Linked DNA regions of Gossypium hirsutum: region 1 is linked to region 2. The links are chromatin contacts, called in public Hi-C maps. All regions are on one chromosome and are shown on one strand. The core of a region is the stretch at or near the end of the contact, and the rest is flanking DNA. Distances in the headings are between cores, read along the strand shown.

The links. Hi-C and Micro-C count contacts between places; a contact is called where the count stands out from the background.
Region 1: a Hi-C map of leaf shows a contact between it and region 2, with 2.8 times the contacts expected there. The contact joins the promoter of LOC107909922 here to the enhancer-like site in region 2. A contact is called at or near these places in 11 of 34 Hi-C or Micro-C datasets (anther, fibers, hypocotyl and 2 more).

The regions. Positions count from the first base shown.
Region 1 is chrD08:42,767,161-42,770,902 of Gossypium_hirsutum_v2.1, reverse strand. LOC107909922 (abscisic acid receptor PYL8) reads right to left here and starts at 1,820. Exons shown (of 2, transcript XM_016837634.2): 1 at 1,340-1,820; 2 at 308-804. The coding sequence starts at 1,498. The coding sequence ends at 706.
Region 2 is chrD08:42,697,858-42,701,208 of Gossypium_hirsutum_v2.1, reverse strand. No RefSeq gene overlaps it. Among protein-coding and RNA genes, the nearest start is that of LOC107909903, 28 kb to the left of the region's middle. Within about 2 kb of position 2,043, at least 3 of the 9 cell types and tissues checked have an H3K27ac peak or open chromatin away from gene starts, as enhancers often do. A contact at or near this core is called in hypocotyl and leaf, where this site is marked.

The sequences.
Region 1 (3,742 bases), core at 571-3,070, 70 kb before region 2:
CCAACACATCTTCAAGTTGCTTGCTCACGAAAAAGTATTCTGTTATTTCAGATCCATTACATGCAAACAAACTAGTAAATCATTGGCAGGTGCAACAAATGTGCAAGTAGCACAAGAAGAATAAACAATTGGGAGAGAGGAAAAGGCACATAAGGCATAGAAATTCTCTTGACAGAGTGCAATCAGAAAGCAAATTCATGCCACTAACAGAATATAATAGATGTGGATCTCATTCTAGTTTCACAACTTGAATTTCCAGTTTTGTAAAGCTATGCACAAACTCAAACATGAACAACAACAAAAATTGTAAAGCTGAATAGATTTAACCATTTAAACAATGATTTTGACAATTCATACTCAATCCACACATCCTTATCCCAATGACTAGTAAAAGGAAAAGGTTGGCAAATTCAGTCCTCCACGTTAGTGACCATATCCAAAACCTTATTATATTTTTAGGTAATTCATGCATTACATAATCCAACAGAGACCAAAAATAATAATTAATTTGAGATGAATAACTATACTACAGTCAAAACTATATGTTGAAAATCTATACCAGAATTCATCAGACATGCACTTGAAGTTACATGTGTTGTATATAACTATTTCAACCAAGTACAAAATTCATACCTTTATGCTTCAACCTAAGATCCCCTCCAACAATTATCATGCTCAAAATATGCTCGTCATCATCTAGATACTCTAACCTTTCAGAGCTAGTTGTGGCCGGCAGACAACACACCTGCTGACAGATGGTTTGTTCTTCTGCAGTTGATCGAATCTCCTCAATACAGGCCAAACCTGATTGATCAAAAACCAATAGCTGTTCATTAAGGAAGAAAACATAACCAAGGCAGCCCAATCTAAAACCTGAAACATTTAATCTGAAAGTAACTCTACTTGTAACCACACAACGTTTACATTGGGAATGTGATATAAAATTAAACGCATTCAATTAGAAGTTCTCCGGATTTGAAGATTAGATACAAGAACCCCTAGCTAAGCTTCTACACTTGAATGAAATGCAAGTTGAAAGAAAATCCTCTTTTCTATTTCTTTTTAAACAATGCACACACTAAGCAAGTACACAAGAAAACAACAATTTTACAGACTAATTTCTACTAATTAATCCTCCATCAAAAGTTGTCAATGTTATACATTGAATCTCTTAAAATCACATGCTACAACCCTAACATAAAATGTCGATAACCCCAATGGATTCACAGATAACTTGACACCAGTTAAAATTTCAGACGAAGCTTTACAATTCGAATCAATCCCCACTTTAATTTCAACCTCCTCGTAAATGCACTCTAATAAAGGGCAAAAACCTTACGAGATGAGCAATAGCTTTAATGAGTTTAACAAGCGACGAGTTGTACTGATTTCTTGTAACGTCACATTTGTGGTGCCTCTTGAAAAACTCTTCTTCCATCTTACTGAACCAGTTACTGTTACCGTTCCCGTTCATGGTGACATGATCTTTGGTCACCATCGAGGTAACGGTAGTAGAAACCCTAGCAGGGGGAATAAAGGAGGAAGAAGGGTGAAAACGCCAATGGGAGATTAGAGGGTTCGGGTACTGTTATCTCAATGTGGTAGAAAGGTCGGATATGAAACGCCACCGTCCAGGTAGCCTGCTTTCTCATCTCATCGCCTAGAATTATCACTTAAAAGGTTTTTTTTTTCTTTTTTGGTGTAAAAAACAAGTTAAACTAAAAAAAGAAAACAAATGCTAAATCAACCTCTTTACTCTGACAGATGTTCCTAAGTTTTGTTTGGTTTCTTTATCCAATACCTAATTTATGCCCGGCCATATGCATCACAAAAAATAAAATAAATAAATATATAAAAAACTAAATAAAACAAAATCAAAATTAAAAGTCCAATAGTCCAATAAACAGTCCAAATTACAAAAAATTTACCAGACCCAAGTTACAGAGGCCCAATTATCTAACCCTAAGCCCATTACATTAAAAAATAGAACCGAAACCCTAGCCCTCAGCAGTTATCGTGCCGCAATCGAACACGGGCTCTCTTCCGCGCCATACCAGCATCGCTCTCCATGCCTTCACGCGCCTCCGTACACTCCAGCTGGCCTCCGTACACCTGCAACAAACGAACAACGAACAACGCAGCACACAAAGAAACAAAAAAGAAGAAAAGAAAATAGCAAATGACATATGTTTTTCTTTCTTTTTTTATTATTCTGTTTTTTTTTCGATATATAGATCGATTGCAAAAGAAAAAGGGGGGATGAATGTAAGAAAGCAGAGAGATTGAATGTAAAAAGAAAGCATTCAAAGAAATCAAAAACACGAATATTTTATCAAAAATTTCTGAAAAGCAACAGAAAAACAGTTTCTAAAGGTGATTTATTTCGAGTTTTTTTTCTTTTCTGGTATATCGTCGTTTCATATATATTATTATTAATAATAATAAATAGCAGAGAAAATAAAGAGAAGGAAAATGAGGTTTTTACCTTCGCGAAGTTGCGCCGTCGGAGCCCTGTCGACTCCGTCCGAAGTGGAGTTGGATGGGGTTCGGGTTGTGCAGCGGCAGAGAGAAAAGGAGGTCTTTTTCTGTTTGTTTTAGAATGGCTTAGGGTTTAATTTTTTAGGGTTTGTGGGGACTTTTATATGGGGGTGAAACGACACCGTTTAGTGCCCGTTTCAATGGCTCTAAAACGGTGTTGCATTGAGCCATGACCCGATGACCCGATCTGATTGCGGCTTGACCCGAGCGTTTTGGTAAGGGAGGGTTATTTGCGCTCCAAGTCCTCCTTGTTTGTGTTTGGTTTCAATCTAGTTTGTGCGGCTTCCTTAAATTGGGCTGCATAATTTGTTGCTGACTCCGTTTCAGTCCATGCCGCAACGCAGCGTTTTAGAGGGTAAGGATATTTTCCGCTTTACTCCCTCCTTATTCCTCGCGCGCCCGATTCGGCCTCCTCTTCCTTTTATTTATTTCAGATTTACCCCTAAATTTCTGTTTTAATTCCAAATCAGCCCATTGTTTTATTAATTAGTTTAATATTAATTTATTATTATTTGTTATTTTTATTGACATTATTGTTATATTTGGTTACATTTTCGGTTACTTATTGTTTTTACATATATATATTACTTTATTATGCACTATTATTCCTAAATTCTTTTATTTTATTATTATTATATATTATTATTTTAACTTTGTGATGAATCATTTTTTATTAATCCAATATAACATATTTTTAATAACTTTTATTTTATAATATACATTTCAAAGCCATTTTTATATATTTCATCTTTAAATATTTTTTATGTATACAACTTATATTAAATTATTTTTGTTATTCATATGTATGTATACTATTGATTTCAAATTATTTGTTTTCAACTATATTTTTGGTTTATTTCAAACTTTCATGTATATATATATTATTTTAAACTTATTTTAATATATAATTTCCCTTATTTCATGTTACTTTTCTTGTTATTTAAAAACTTGTTACGTTTTATTTAATTCGCTTGTTATTTTTTTAAGATTAACCTTTTAATTCATTTTGCTTGCTAATATGGATGTTAGTATTTGCATAATGTAGGATATAAAATTGTTGCTCTTATGTATATAATATTGTTTATTCGCATATTGAATCTTTGTTGTTCATTAGCGTATGATTTAATTTACGAATCACATTCCACGTTGTACGTTATTATTTCATTGTTTTAAGACTACGTCTAATATCATTTAAATATCAAAA
Region 2 (3,351 bases), core at 794-3,293:
CATGGGAATCAAAATTTTGGGATTTGGTTATGGAGAGAAGGAAGCTTGATTCGGCAGTTTAATTGCAAAATTTTGTTATAGTGGTAATATTGAACATATTTGTACATATGTCAGTTCACTTGCATATGGTTATTGAGTGGCTTAGTTAGTTCACTTGCATATGGTTATTGAGTGGCTTAGTTCCACATCGTGGTGTGTAGGGTGGATGAGCCTATTATGGTTCTATGTGGTGTGTAGGGTGCATGGCCTACTGTAGCCCTAACATGGTATGCAAGGTGGACGAAATGGTGTTTGGCTGGTTGGGTGGGTTCATGTATGTTACATTTTTACTATACATTTAAATGCATATTGCTTGCATAAACTTCCTTTGAAAATGTTTACGAATGTTAAATTACACGAGAACTGAGGTATTAAATTAACGTATGTGACTGGGATCTCGTTCTGTGTACAATTTTTTGTATGCTAATTTAGTGCAATTATGTGTTTAATTTCTGTTTAGCTTCTTCATCCTTTATCCTTCGATTGGTTTTGGATTCACACTGAGCTCTTGTAGCTCATTCCCTTTTAGTTTCTTCCTTATAGGTAATTTGCGTGGTTAGGTGCTGGATTCGGCAGCTGGAGGTCTCGGACTGATAAGTGTTAGGTTTGGTTTAAATGATGCTTCTTAAAATTCAGTTTATTATTTTAAAATGGTTTGAAATGAAGATTATAAAAACTGTGGTATGGGTTGAGTTTGGATTTTCGATCAGTTATGTGTTTCAATTTTAAACAACTTATGTGTTCCGTTATATCACTGATTTCGAATTCTGGTTTTTGATTGACAAAATTTGATGCTTTCGGAACTGTTCAAGGAATACCATTTTGGTTTATTTTCGACTTGCGTTTAATGCCAATTAAACATTTTTTCAAAACTTAACTAAGTTTCATCTAACTTGCTATAACTAGGGAGAATAGTGGTTCCAGAAGGAATTTTCTAAGCTTAAATAAGTGCTTTTGTTTCCGCCACTTTGGGTGGCCAATGTAACCTTTGGGATTCAGTCTAAACTTCTAGGCTGGGTTTTGGGGTGTTCTACACTTTTTCAGAGTTGGTAGCTAAACTTTTTTTTGTTACAAGTGGTACCTAAGCTATACTCCATTACCCAAAGTGTTACCTAAACTATACATTTTTTTCTCAACTTGATATCTAAACTTGTTTTTGCTTACAATATTTACCTAAACGATACTCCGTTACTCAAAGTCATACCTAAACCAAACTATATTATCTAAATTACCCCCGTTGTTAAAAAAATCTCTTAGCCAATCATTTTGTGACACATGGCACTTTTAAATAGAATTAAATTAAATTAATTTTTAAAAATTCAAATTGAATTGATTAGAACTTTTTAATTTTTTTCACTTTTTTTCTCCGTACGATTCTTTTTTTCTTTTTTAATGTAATTTTTTTAATGGTATCGTGAGGAGGGAAAGAATGAAAAAAGAAGAAGTTGTAATTCAATTCAATTTGAATTTGTAGCGACTAAGAACTTTTAAAAATAGAGAATATTTTCCCTTTTTAATGTGAGCATAGTTTGAAAAAGATTACATTAAAAGAATTGAGAATAAACGCATAATTTTTTAAAATTGGGAAAAAGTGATTGGCTAATAATTTTTTAGCGACGGCGATAATTTGAAAAACAGAGAATAATTTAAGTAACAAAGAAAGAATTTAAATACTAACTTAAGAAAAAAGGGAAGAGTTTAGATACTATTTTGGATAACCGAATATGGTTTAATTACTAATTTTAAAAAAATTGTATAGTTTATAAGCCAAAAATTTATGAAAAGGAAAGATGAAAATACTTGTTTACTCTTTTTTCTCAAAGGCTCTAAGCCATATAAAACACAAAAGGGAAATAACAAAGATATAGCGGAATCACTTAAGTCTATCCACTTAATTAGGATAAAATTTATTTGATCGTCAAATCAATGATGTTGATGTAGTGTTCATATATGCATAAAGTTAAAAAGTAGCTTTATTTTCTGAATGATGGCACCATATAGTATGGAGACTTTGACCTTTCATACCTTCTTTAGAGATTGTTGAACACATAAATTTGTGTTTATCCTCTCAACTAAATATTATTGGTACAATAGTAACAAAATCAAATCTTCAATTAAATTCAAACCCCACCCCATTAAAAGTCACAACTTGTAAATAAGGGTCCTTTAAAATTGTTTACAGGTATAAACATAAAAGTTTGGTCTACCATTGTGGCTGATATATTCTCTGATATATTTAATCATTCCTCATCTTTGCAATTTCAAGCTAAAAAAATTCTCTACTTGCTTAAATATAAATTTTAAGGTTCGGGAAAAGAGAAGTTTTAACTATCTTTATAATACAAATGGATAATAATTTAGATTAAAATATCTAAAATGTTAAAAGAATTCATTGAATTGTGATTTTACTGCCAATTGCATCACCAATTGTAATTAAATGTTGTGCAATAACATTGTTGATTGGAGTATGATGAATGTTGCGAAACAAGAATATTATTTCAAGAGTTCTAGTGTCATTCATTCACCATATTTAAAGAGATCAAATTTCTATGTAAGTTCAAATGGTGAAGATCTTTGACTGTTTAGTGTTATTGGAAATCCGATTAGAGTGCAGTTATTGAGGCATATACTGCTCACACTACGATTTGAACTCAATCTTGCTTAAAAAAACAATATTTCTCAAATTACTTGTTCTTGGAAGCACCTTGGTCAAATGTAGCGTTGGATAGTGAAAGAAACATAAAAACAGGCGGTGCAACTTTTGTCTAATTAGGGTCCTTACAGGTCCACTTCAATGAGCTGCCTTGATTTGGTCTTCCAAGAGTACGATTTTGATCAATTCTTTATTAGTAATATTACATGGACCATGGATTTCCTCTATAAACAATAATTAAACAGATTCAGGGATTTAGTTAATGTAAGATAACATCATTTTAATAAGCTTTTATAACGTGTAGGTGACGAGTAATTCGCAAAAGTAACATAAAACAATGACAAAACTAATCCTTGGGAATCTTAAAATTATTGAAAACCAATGTGTTTTTTTATATATATTCGATCGTCTGATCACAAATAGTAAGTATCCCAAATCTGTGAGTTTTAGCATTTTAGCTTTACTTTTCAGGAATAAAGAGAAATGAGCTATAAATTAAACTAACTCTATAAGCGTATGCTATGCTTGACAATAATAAAGAGATATGAACAAGAAATTAGATTAACTTTTTTTCAGTAAGAGTGTGTTTCACAAATGCTGAAAATGTAAGTACTGAGTTTTTATTGTTATATTTTATAGGTACTGAATTTATATTAAAA